Regions from separate parts of the Sus scrofa genome. Here region 2 is linked to region 1. Evidence: chromatin contacts called from public Hi-C data. All regions are on one chromosome and are shown on one strand. Each heading gives the region's core, a stretch centred on a gene start, on an enhancer-like site or on the middle of the called end of the contact. The rest is flanking DNA. Distances are from core to core; before and after follow the strand shown.

Evidence for each region. A called contact is a pair of places that touch in the nucleus more often than the background predicts.
Region 2: a contact with region 1 is called in a Hi-C map of embryonic fibroblasts, with 5 times the contacts expected there. The contact joins two enhancer-like sites. A contact is called at or near these places in 1 of 5 promoter capture datasets (liver), 25 of 47 Hi-C or Micro-C datasets (adipocytes, adipose tissue, alveolar macrophages and 15 more) and 2 of 2 datasets of contacts at active chromatin or transcription factors (alveolar macrophages and skeletal muscle).

What each region holds. Positions count from the first base shown.
Region 1 is chr8:20,066,759-20,070,940 of Sscrofa11.1, forward strand. The region is part of intron 1 of RBPJ (recombining binding protein suppressor of hairless); the gene reads left to right. Among named protein-coding and RNA genes, the nearest start is that of CCKAR, 130 kb to the right of the region's middle. Within about 2 kb of position 2,308, at least 4 of the 83 cell types and tissues checked have an H3K27ac peak or open chromatin away from gene starts, as enhancers often do. A contact at or near this core is called in embryonic fibroblasts, where this site is marked.
Region 2 is chr8:20,140,429-20,145,153 of Sscrofa11.1, forward strand. The region is part of intron 3 of RBPJ (recombining binding protein suppressor of hairless); the gene reads left to right. Among named protein-coding and RNA genes, the nearest start is that of CCKAR, 57 kb to the right of the region's middle. Within about 2 kb of position 2,478, at least 4 of the 83 cell types and tissues checked have an H3K27ac peak or open chromatin away from gene starts, as enhancers often do. A contact at or near this core is called in embryonic fibroblasts, where this site is marked.

The DNA.
Region 1 (4,182 bases), core at 1,058-3,557:
CCTAAAAAGACAAATACCAAAAACAACCACCCCCCAGAAAACCGGAATATATGTTACAGTTTGGGTAATAAAATAGGTACTTTTTTTTTTTTTTTTTTTTAACAGGGAGAGGGATAAGACCACAAGTTGGGGTGTGTGTGTGTGTGTGTGTGTGTGTGTGTGTGTGTGTGTGTTTGTATGTGTTGTGTAAGAGCTTGACGATCTGTCAAGCTCAAATGTAATAACACATTGTGAGATTGTGGAATGCCTTTCCTCTATTGATTTGTTTTCTGCATGTGGTAATTTTTTTTTTTTTTTAATGGTTGCACAAAATGTTTTCATTAAACTCTAGGCCAAGTCTGTTAATAGTGATGACTACTTTTCAGTATACCTTGTATTATTAATGCTTTGTCATTTACTCTAAATATTTTCTAACAACCAGAACCCTAATTTCAGACTTGACCCTTGGCCTAGGAAAGTGTTTTGTATTTGGGAGACACTCTATAGATATTTATTGAACAAACAAAACCTGTTGACTTCCCTCTTCCTGATAGGTGATGTCGTGTCCCATAGTTCCCCAAGCCAAGTTTCTGGATTACTCTCTTAACACTAACCCTTTGCATCTAATCACTAAGAACTGATAATTTTCTTTCGTGAAAAATCTCTTGAATCTGTCTCCATCCTCACTGCCACAATCATGCTCTCACCTGGATTACTACAGATGTTGGCAGCTTTGTCTTTCTGCTTCTAGACACCCCTTTATCCAGTTTCCACTTAGTCTTTCCAAAGAGCAAATCTGATCACTTCACTCTTTAGTTTAAAAACCTTTCAATGGCTCCCCCTAGCAGCCTTCATTAAGAGAGGCAGCAGAATGGAGAGTTTATGAGCTCACTTTTGGGATTTAATCTGAACTGGGTTCCAGTTCTATCTCTGCCAGTTAAAACCTCTGTAAGACTGACAAACGAGCTAATGTCTCCTTAGCTCCTCCTTCATTTGCAAGGTAATTTTCCTTAGTTCTGTGGGTTATTGTGAGGATTACAAGCAAGAAAACATTTTGGGATGTCTGGCACATACCAAGTACTCAAAAAATGTTAGCTGGCATGGCATATGGGGTCCTCTATAACTATTTCATTTACCTTTTCCCCAGCTGAACTGTTTGCCTTTCTCTCATTTCATATTCAATTCTTCAGCTCTATTCTTCAGCTCTATTTAAGAACTTGGAAGTTCCTTGCTTGGGCTCAGCAGTTTAAGGTATTCCTGTGCTTGAAGCATGCTGGTGTTAGTAGGTTATTATTTCAAGATATCCATCTGAGGATATTCTGACCAGATCCACCAGGCTGGATTCAGCGCCCCTCCCTTGTGTCCTAAAAGGACACCTCACTTGGAAGTGTCATACTGAGTCGTAACAAAAGGCAATTGGTTACCTTATGACAGGTAACATTAAAAAAATTATTTGTATTTTCTTATACTCTAAAGAGTGTCTAGAACATGATAAGGACTCAGTAAAAGGTTTTTTGAACAAAGGACTCGGAATCCTTTGAAACTTTGATGCAAACATGATTCGTATGAGCCGAATTTGATGTGTACATATGTTGATTATATAAATAGGGAATCTATTGCTGAAGTACACAAAGGAATTGATATTTTCGGCTATAGGCAGTCTCTAGCCCCGAGAACATTGTAGTAAAACTCTTAGATAAAAGATGTTTTTGGATTATTAGAAAATACTGTATTGTTTGTACAAACCGACAAGCTTAAATATTGCATTTTGGTTTTTGTATAGTTGACTATTCATTGTTTTTCAAAAGTTTCCATTATTTTTAAATGTTTCAAATACTTATTAAGTGCAAAAGGACGTACGTTAAATCTTACAACACTATAAACTGCTTTTTGGGGGGATCACACCATTGCTATATAATCTTCCGGAACACTCAGGTTTTGCGGACAGATTACTTACAGACAATTTTTCCAAGTTTTAGGTTCTTTTTCTGTAAAGTAAGAATGCTGCTTTTGTTGTGTTTATCTGACAGGCACACTGTGATTATCAATCAAGTAAGGTGAAATATGTGAAATGATAAAGGTCAAAATGAAACAATGTATACATAAGCGATTTGTAAGTAATAAAACCCTCTATACAAATACTTTAATTGTAATAATCAGTTTCTCCTGGTAACCTTTCACAGGCAGGGTTCAAGATGGGCTTTTTTATATTGCAACCTGTGGTTTGTGGGTCATGTTTTAGGAAGGCAGCGGTGTATTTAGTGCAGAGGACCACAGCCCTTGAAATATGTGCCTTGGCATTTTGAGCAGACATATTTGGTAAATTACTGCTTGACCACGGATGTTGTCATTGAGTCACCCCCAACTTTTTGGGATCTGCTTCTTATTGCTCTCTTCTCTGCCGGGACAGCCATAGTGATGTAGGAATGTTGAGTGCCCAGCTGCTACCATCTCTCAGACATCCTGCCCAGAGTTCTGGATGCCCCTTAGGCCTGGCACAGCATTGTGATGTTGCTGATGCCTCATTAGGCCTGCTTCTGCTTCAGGGAGTGAAATGATATCCTAATGGTGTGAAAAGGGTAAGGCATTTCCTGAACATAACTTAGTGCTGGGGAAAGCAACCATTGGAGGCACTCTGGCTTGGTTTGTATAATTGGTAGTAATTACTTATCTGTATAAATATTTGTAGGTTTGTTGTGTTGGGACAATGCAGAGTGATAAGCATGACAGCGTTTCAGTCAGATTGGTAAGATCATGGCAGTTTTGGGAATATTTGAACTATTTTACCTTAACAAAAAGATGGAAACCACTGCTTCTCAGGTATCCTGAGTTGCAGAAGCCTTCCAGTGAAATGCTGCACTGGTTGGATGTGAGATGAAGTACACTAGAAAACCAAGTTTACCCTTTAAAATCACCCTCCCACTTTCTTTTCTTTTTTTGTTTGTTTGTTTGTTTTTTGTCTTTTTGCCTTTTGTAGGGCTGCTCCCGCAGCATATGGAGGTTCCCAGGCTAGGGGTCCAATCGGAGCTGTAGCCGCCAGCCTGCACTAGAGCCACAGCAACGCGGGATCTGAGCCGAGCCGTGTCTGCAACCCACACCACAGCTCATGGCAACGCCAGATCCTTAACCCACTGAGCAAGGCCAGGGATCGAACCTGAAACCTCCTAGTCAGATTCATTAACCACTGAGCCACAACGGGGACTCTCCACATGCTTTTCTGTATTCAATATTTTTAACTTAGCCTTAGAGCTAATTTTTTTGTGAATTTGTTAACTAGATGATAGAGTGGTAAGTGAATAAGAAGAGTTTCTCATAAAAAGTTTATATAACCAGGAAAAATGTTTGTCACTTTATGAAACCCTGTTATTTTTTATTAGTGTGGTAAAGATTGTGTTATATAACTGTAGTATTAGTTGCCTTATAAAATAGAGAACCAGTGTTAATGGATTTTTTCTTTATTATTATAAACACCTTTTTTTTTTTTTGGCCTGTGAAGTTCCCAGGCCAGCGATCTGATCTGAGCCTCACTTGCTACCTACACTGCAGCTGCAGCAATGCCGGATCCTTAACCTGTCCCAAACAGAGTTATAAATGATATATTGACACATTATCATCTCCTTAAGTCCATAGTTTACGTTAGGGTTCACTCTTGGGGTACATTCTGTGGGTTTAGGCAAATGTATACTGTATCTCCAAATGTATCTACCATTGTAGAATACAGAGTACTTTCATTGCCCTTAAAAAAGCCTCTGGGCTCTGCCTGTCCTGTCCGTGGCATCCTCCTCCCTTACCCCTGGCAACCACTGAAGTATTTATTTTCTCCATAGTTTCCAGCATACTTTTTCAAATCATTTAACTTTTGGTTTGAGTATGAGAAAATTTTTTCATGCAAAAAATTATGTAGTTCTCTACAAGGCTCCTGGTTTGTACACCAGCTGGAGAAAATAGAAACATTGAGGTCCCCAGACGTGAAGGGATGGTTAAGGGAAATGAAGGGTATAACCATGCTTTAGTGATTCTCCTTTCTAATTGTTATAATAATGTTATATTTGTTAAAGAATGTTATTGAGCACTTAGTAGGTATAAGAGTTGTATACTGGCCTTATAAAGATGGCTAAAAAATGGTTCAGCAAAGCTCATGATTTAGTGGAAAGTACACAGGTAATAAGAGAGATTATAAGTGTATAACAGATTATAATGTTG
Region 2 (4,725 bases), core at 1,228-3,727, 74 kb after region 1:
TCCAAAAGTAGTTTTTCCTTTTTGTGAAAGTATACTTGTACAAAGAAATGAGACTTCAGGAGTGCAAAGGCAGGGGTGATTGTGAAGAAAAGGATTCCCAGCTCTCTCCACCTTGACCCTGTGTCTGTTCTTGTTAAGCACAACGGCAAAGCTGAGCTGGTCCTCGCACCACATGAATGTGGGACTACAGAAAGGGCCTGCCAACCAGATTAGCCAAACTTAAATTATAACAGGGATTTTTATATTTAGAATTTGTCTTACTATCTTTTAGATTTCAGCTTTTGTGGTGTGTAATTGTGGATTTTTGCTATTTGTTTTTTCACTTGGTTCCTGGAATTTTCTTAGTTTCTCTAGTCTTTGTCTTTCAGACAAAGACATTTTGTGGACAAGCTGTTTATGGGGGAAGATGAAAGATTTTTTTTTGGATTGATTAGAAAGACACCAAAACTGATGTGGGAGAAGGAATGAAAACTCAGGTTTGGGTGTTGGGTTAAAAGGAATGAGTAGCATCTTAAGAGTTTGTGAGATAAAGAAAATCTTAGCATATGCATAAGAGAAGGGAAATGTAGTATATAATTAATTTACGTGCTACAAGCATTTTAAGTAGTCTTTTTCTCGAAGTCCTCTAAATCTGAACTGAAAAGAAGGTGAAACTATTTAGTTGATAATTTTATCCTCCAAGAGAATGAATATGTGAAAACAGTATTTCAGAATCATACTGTCCAGTGTTCTTTTTTAGTTATTCCAGTGTACTAAATTTCTGATTATTCTGTTTTACTTCACTAATGAAACTTAATCATCTGATTTAGAGTTAAATGTAGGAAGAAGTTGGTGCCTACAGTTTGGGACATAGAAACCAAATCCAGATAGTAGCCACTTTTTGCATGAAATTAATACTGGAAATTCAGGTCCTGCTTCTAATGATGAAAACTTATGTATCTAAGAGATTGTCTTCTGTCCATTTAAACAAAACAAGTCAATACCCTGATTGCTTGAGATGGGTCTAAAAGGCCAGCCTTGTACCTCATAGTGAATCTGAAGAAGGAACCATTTCCCTAGTCATGAGCTTGACATTGTTCTGGAAATGCCTTACAAATATCTTTAAATTTTAATCCTCAGAATAATATTATGGAGTAGACATGTTTTAATTCTCATTTTGTGAATAAGAAGACTAAAGATAAGAGATTAACATGCCCAGGTTCACTTTAGTTAGGAGTGATGGAGCCAGGACTGGAACTCCTGGGTCCGTAATTCTAAATTTCATATTTTTTTTCATTTCCCTTATTTTTATTACCTTCCATTTTGCATTTGAGTGTTAATTATCTAAAGCAAGGTTTGGGCATGGAGAAGTTACCTAAGAACCTAAATATGCCTAAAGAACCCAAACTTTATAAACTTAACTTTGCCTGAGATTCTCTCTTTTACCATTAACTAAGTGAGATTGGGCTGGATCTAATGGAAATACGCATAAACATATGTTCACTATATAGCTGCCAACCTGGGCAGTGTTGCTGTTTTTTTCCCCCGGATTTTTGAAGATAGGTTTTAGTACAATTAGATTGATTTATTGCCTCATTTATTCTGCATTTCTGATAATGTTAGAGCCCAGGTACTATGCAAAAGGCTCTTCGTTGGGAATCTTAAAAACCACTATATCATTTAATACTATGATGGATAACTGAGGCCCGGTGGAAATAATAGAAGGGGAAGAGCTATTCAAAAAAGTATAGTCCAGATAAGGTTCCTCTTTGTTAGTAAGCGTTAAAATACAAAGCTGTAGTGGCTTATCAAGTTAAAATAGGTGATTTAATGGTTATCTTTTATTATGATGGCCTTTGTTTTTTTATATTTTAGAATTTTTATTGGGATAAGTAGTTGACTTACAAAGTTGTGGTAAGTTCAGGTATACAGCAAAGTAAATCCGTTATACGTATGCATATATCCATTCCTCTTTAGATTCTTTTCCCATGTAGGTTACCACACAGTACTGCGTAAATTCTCCTGTGTTATACAGTAGGTCCTCATTCCTGTCTGTTCTCTATATAGTCATGTGTATATGTCAATCCCAGCCCCATAATTTACCCATCTCCTACTTTCTCCTTTTGTATGATTGCCTTTATTTTCAGCTTCTTTCTATTATTTGGGTATAGCCTGGTCAGTCTAAAACCCCAAAGGAAAGCTCAAAGAATCTAAGCTTCTGACTCCAAAAAATGGGGAAAAAAAAAAAAAAAGAAAAAGCCAGAATAACCTCTTTCATATGTATTAAAATTTCTAGAAGAAACATGCACTAGTTTTACAATAAACGTAGAAACCTATTAAAATTACTCTAGTTTTTAATAGTGTTAGTAAGGGTCTGCTAACAGAGTCCAGCCTCCTGGATGACTAGTAAGGCTTCCTGCCGGAAGAGGTCTTGTCCTGTAGCCCCTAGCGGAGTGCAGTGGAAAGAGGAAGCTCTGCTTTCGTCCTTGCTGATCATATTCAGGCCTTTTTGAAAAACTGCTAAGGCGTTAGGCATGAGGTAACCTGGGGACATGACCACAACAGTCCTCTTGGCTTACAAAGTAACTCCAATGAATGATGCTAGAAATATTTGGTCAGGAAGTTTTATCCTAAAATTTAAAATTGTTCTCAGTATTCACTTTTGTGCTTGATAATGAGTATTTATTTGCGTAACTCATCTGGTATCCCATTTATGTTCATGGTTAGTTTTATTTTTTCATTGAAGAAGGTCTTTCCAGATTGAAAAATAAACTTAAAAAAATTATTTTGTCTAGAAGAAAATTTCCATTAAAGATATGGAAACGCCATTTGACATATTAACATTCCTTCAACTTTGTGTCAGGGCAAGTATGAATAATCAGCAAAGGGTAATGATTCTGCCAAGAAAGTTAGATAATGCAAATGATGTTTTTGGATTTTTGTCTAACCTTATATATTGGGCTGAATAAAAAAGCTTCTTTGAGTCTGTAAGGTATTTTCCAGACTTCATCTCAAAATTTGAGGGAAAAAGTTGTTGAATCACCGAAAATAAAGAGTGATTGTTTGAACTAGGAAATTATTAAAATCATAAATGTGTGCATAACGCCACCAAGTGGCCGATAAAAAGCATTGCTTGTCACAGTTTATTAGATGGAGCTACTGGGAAAGATTAGAAAATAAAGGCATATTGTTTCCTAAAATATCCTTTTTTAGAAACTGTTAAACTCTGAAAGTTGACCTCTTGATGGTCAGACTTTTCACTGAGTGTTTGGTACATATTGACCAACTGTCCAAATTAAAAAAGAAAATTGATTCACATGCTATTGTAAGGGTGTATTTTGTTTTACTTTTGGTTAATTGACATTTTTTTCTTTTTCCCTTTAACTTCCTTTTTTCCCCCCTCTTTTCTCTCGCTCTCACTCTCGCTCTCTTTTTTTTTTTTTTGGTCATACCCATCACATACAGAAGTTCCCCTGCCAGGGATTGAATCTGTACCACAGCAGTGGCCTGAGCCACAGCAATGAGAATGCCAGATTCTTAACCCACTGAGCTACCAGGGAACTCCCTCCTTTCTTTTGTCTTTTTTCTTGTTTGTAGTTTTTTTGTATTGAATCTTAACTTTGGTTTGATTATTAAATTATTTCTGAAGCCTATGGAAATGAAGAGTTGATTCATTAGCTAGTTTTTAGGGGGTGGCCATATAGGGGTGTTTAAAATATGATTTCATCATTGCACGGTAGAAATTATCTTAATGTTTATATTGGATTTGCTGTTTTCTTGAATCACAACTTTCTCAAATAGTCAAAAGTTGATATAAAAGTAAGACTAGTTCAGAGGCAGTTGAAGAATCTTCATTTTTCTTAAGTTTATTATATGATTGGAAAGCATTTTCAATTATAGAACCTCGGTCAGTGTCTAGAGTGGCGAAGAATTTCTTGTCGACCTGATTTTATGTCCTATTGGTTTCATGCTGTTTTATCACAGTACTCCTGAGAAGACTAGCACTACGGAGCCTTTTTACAGTTTTAGCCCTCTTTCTGTTTTTTAAATATGAAAGTGTCTTTTACGGTAGCTTGCTGAGATTTGAGTACTACATTTGGTACACTGTATTAAAACACAGCTCTTTGAATTTTATAGCCAGTATACCAGCTTACTAAGATGTCCTAATATCATCTGTCAGTGTTCAATGAAATAGTAATAGGAGACAAGTTTCCAAAATTGATGCCTTCTCAACTTCCTGATCGTGTGCCAGCTAGGTATTTGAGTCTGTGCCATGGTAAGCATTGGGTGTTTCCAGCTTTAGAGGCCAGAAAGATCCCTGGTGTAGACTTGAACTGATCCAACTCCAGAACTAGCCGATAATCCAGGCATCCCTCCAAACTTAGAGTGACCTGGAGCTGAGCCCACTACCTCGGCCGTGACCTCGGTATCCACAGCCACAAAGAGAGTATGCACAGCCATGAAAGCTCCTCGATACCTTTCTGTTGGCTTAGATAAATATGAGATGACCCCAGGATTTCCTCCTCACTCACCCTGACCCCTTTGGCCTTCTTGGTCTGCTTCCCCATTACCCCTGGCTTGGTCTCCTGTTATCCTCCTCCAGCCACTGGTCTGTTGTTTGCCTTCTGTCCACTGTAGTCCTTCCTACTTTGGAGCCTTTGCCCTTCTTCTGAAATGCTCTCACCCTGGATACCCATGGCTTTAGGTCGTGACTCAGTGTCATGTCTTAAAGAAGCTTTCCCTGAC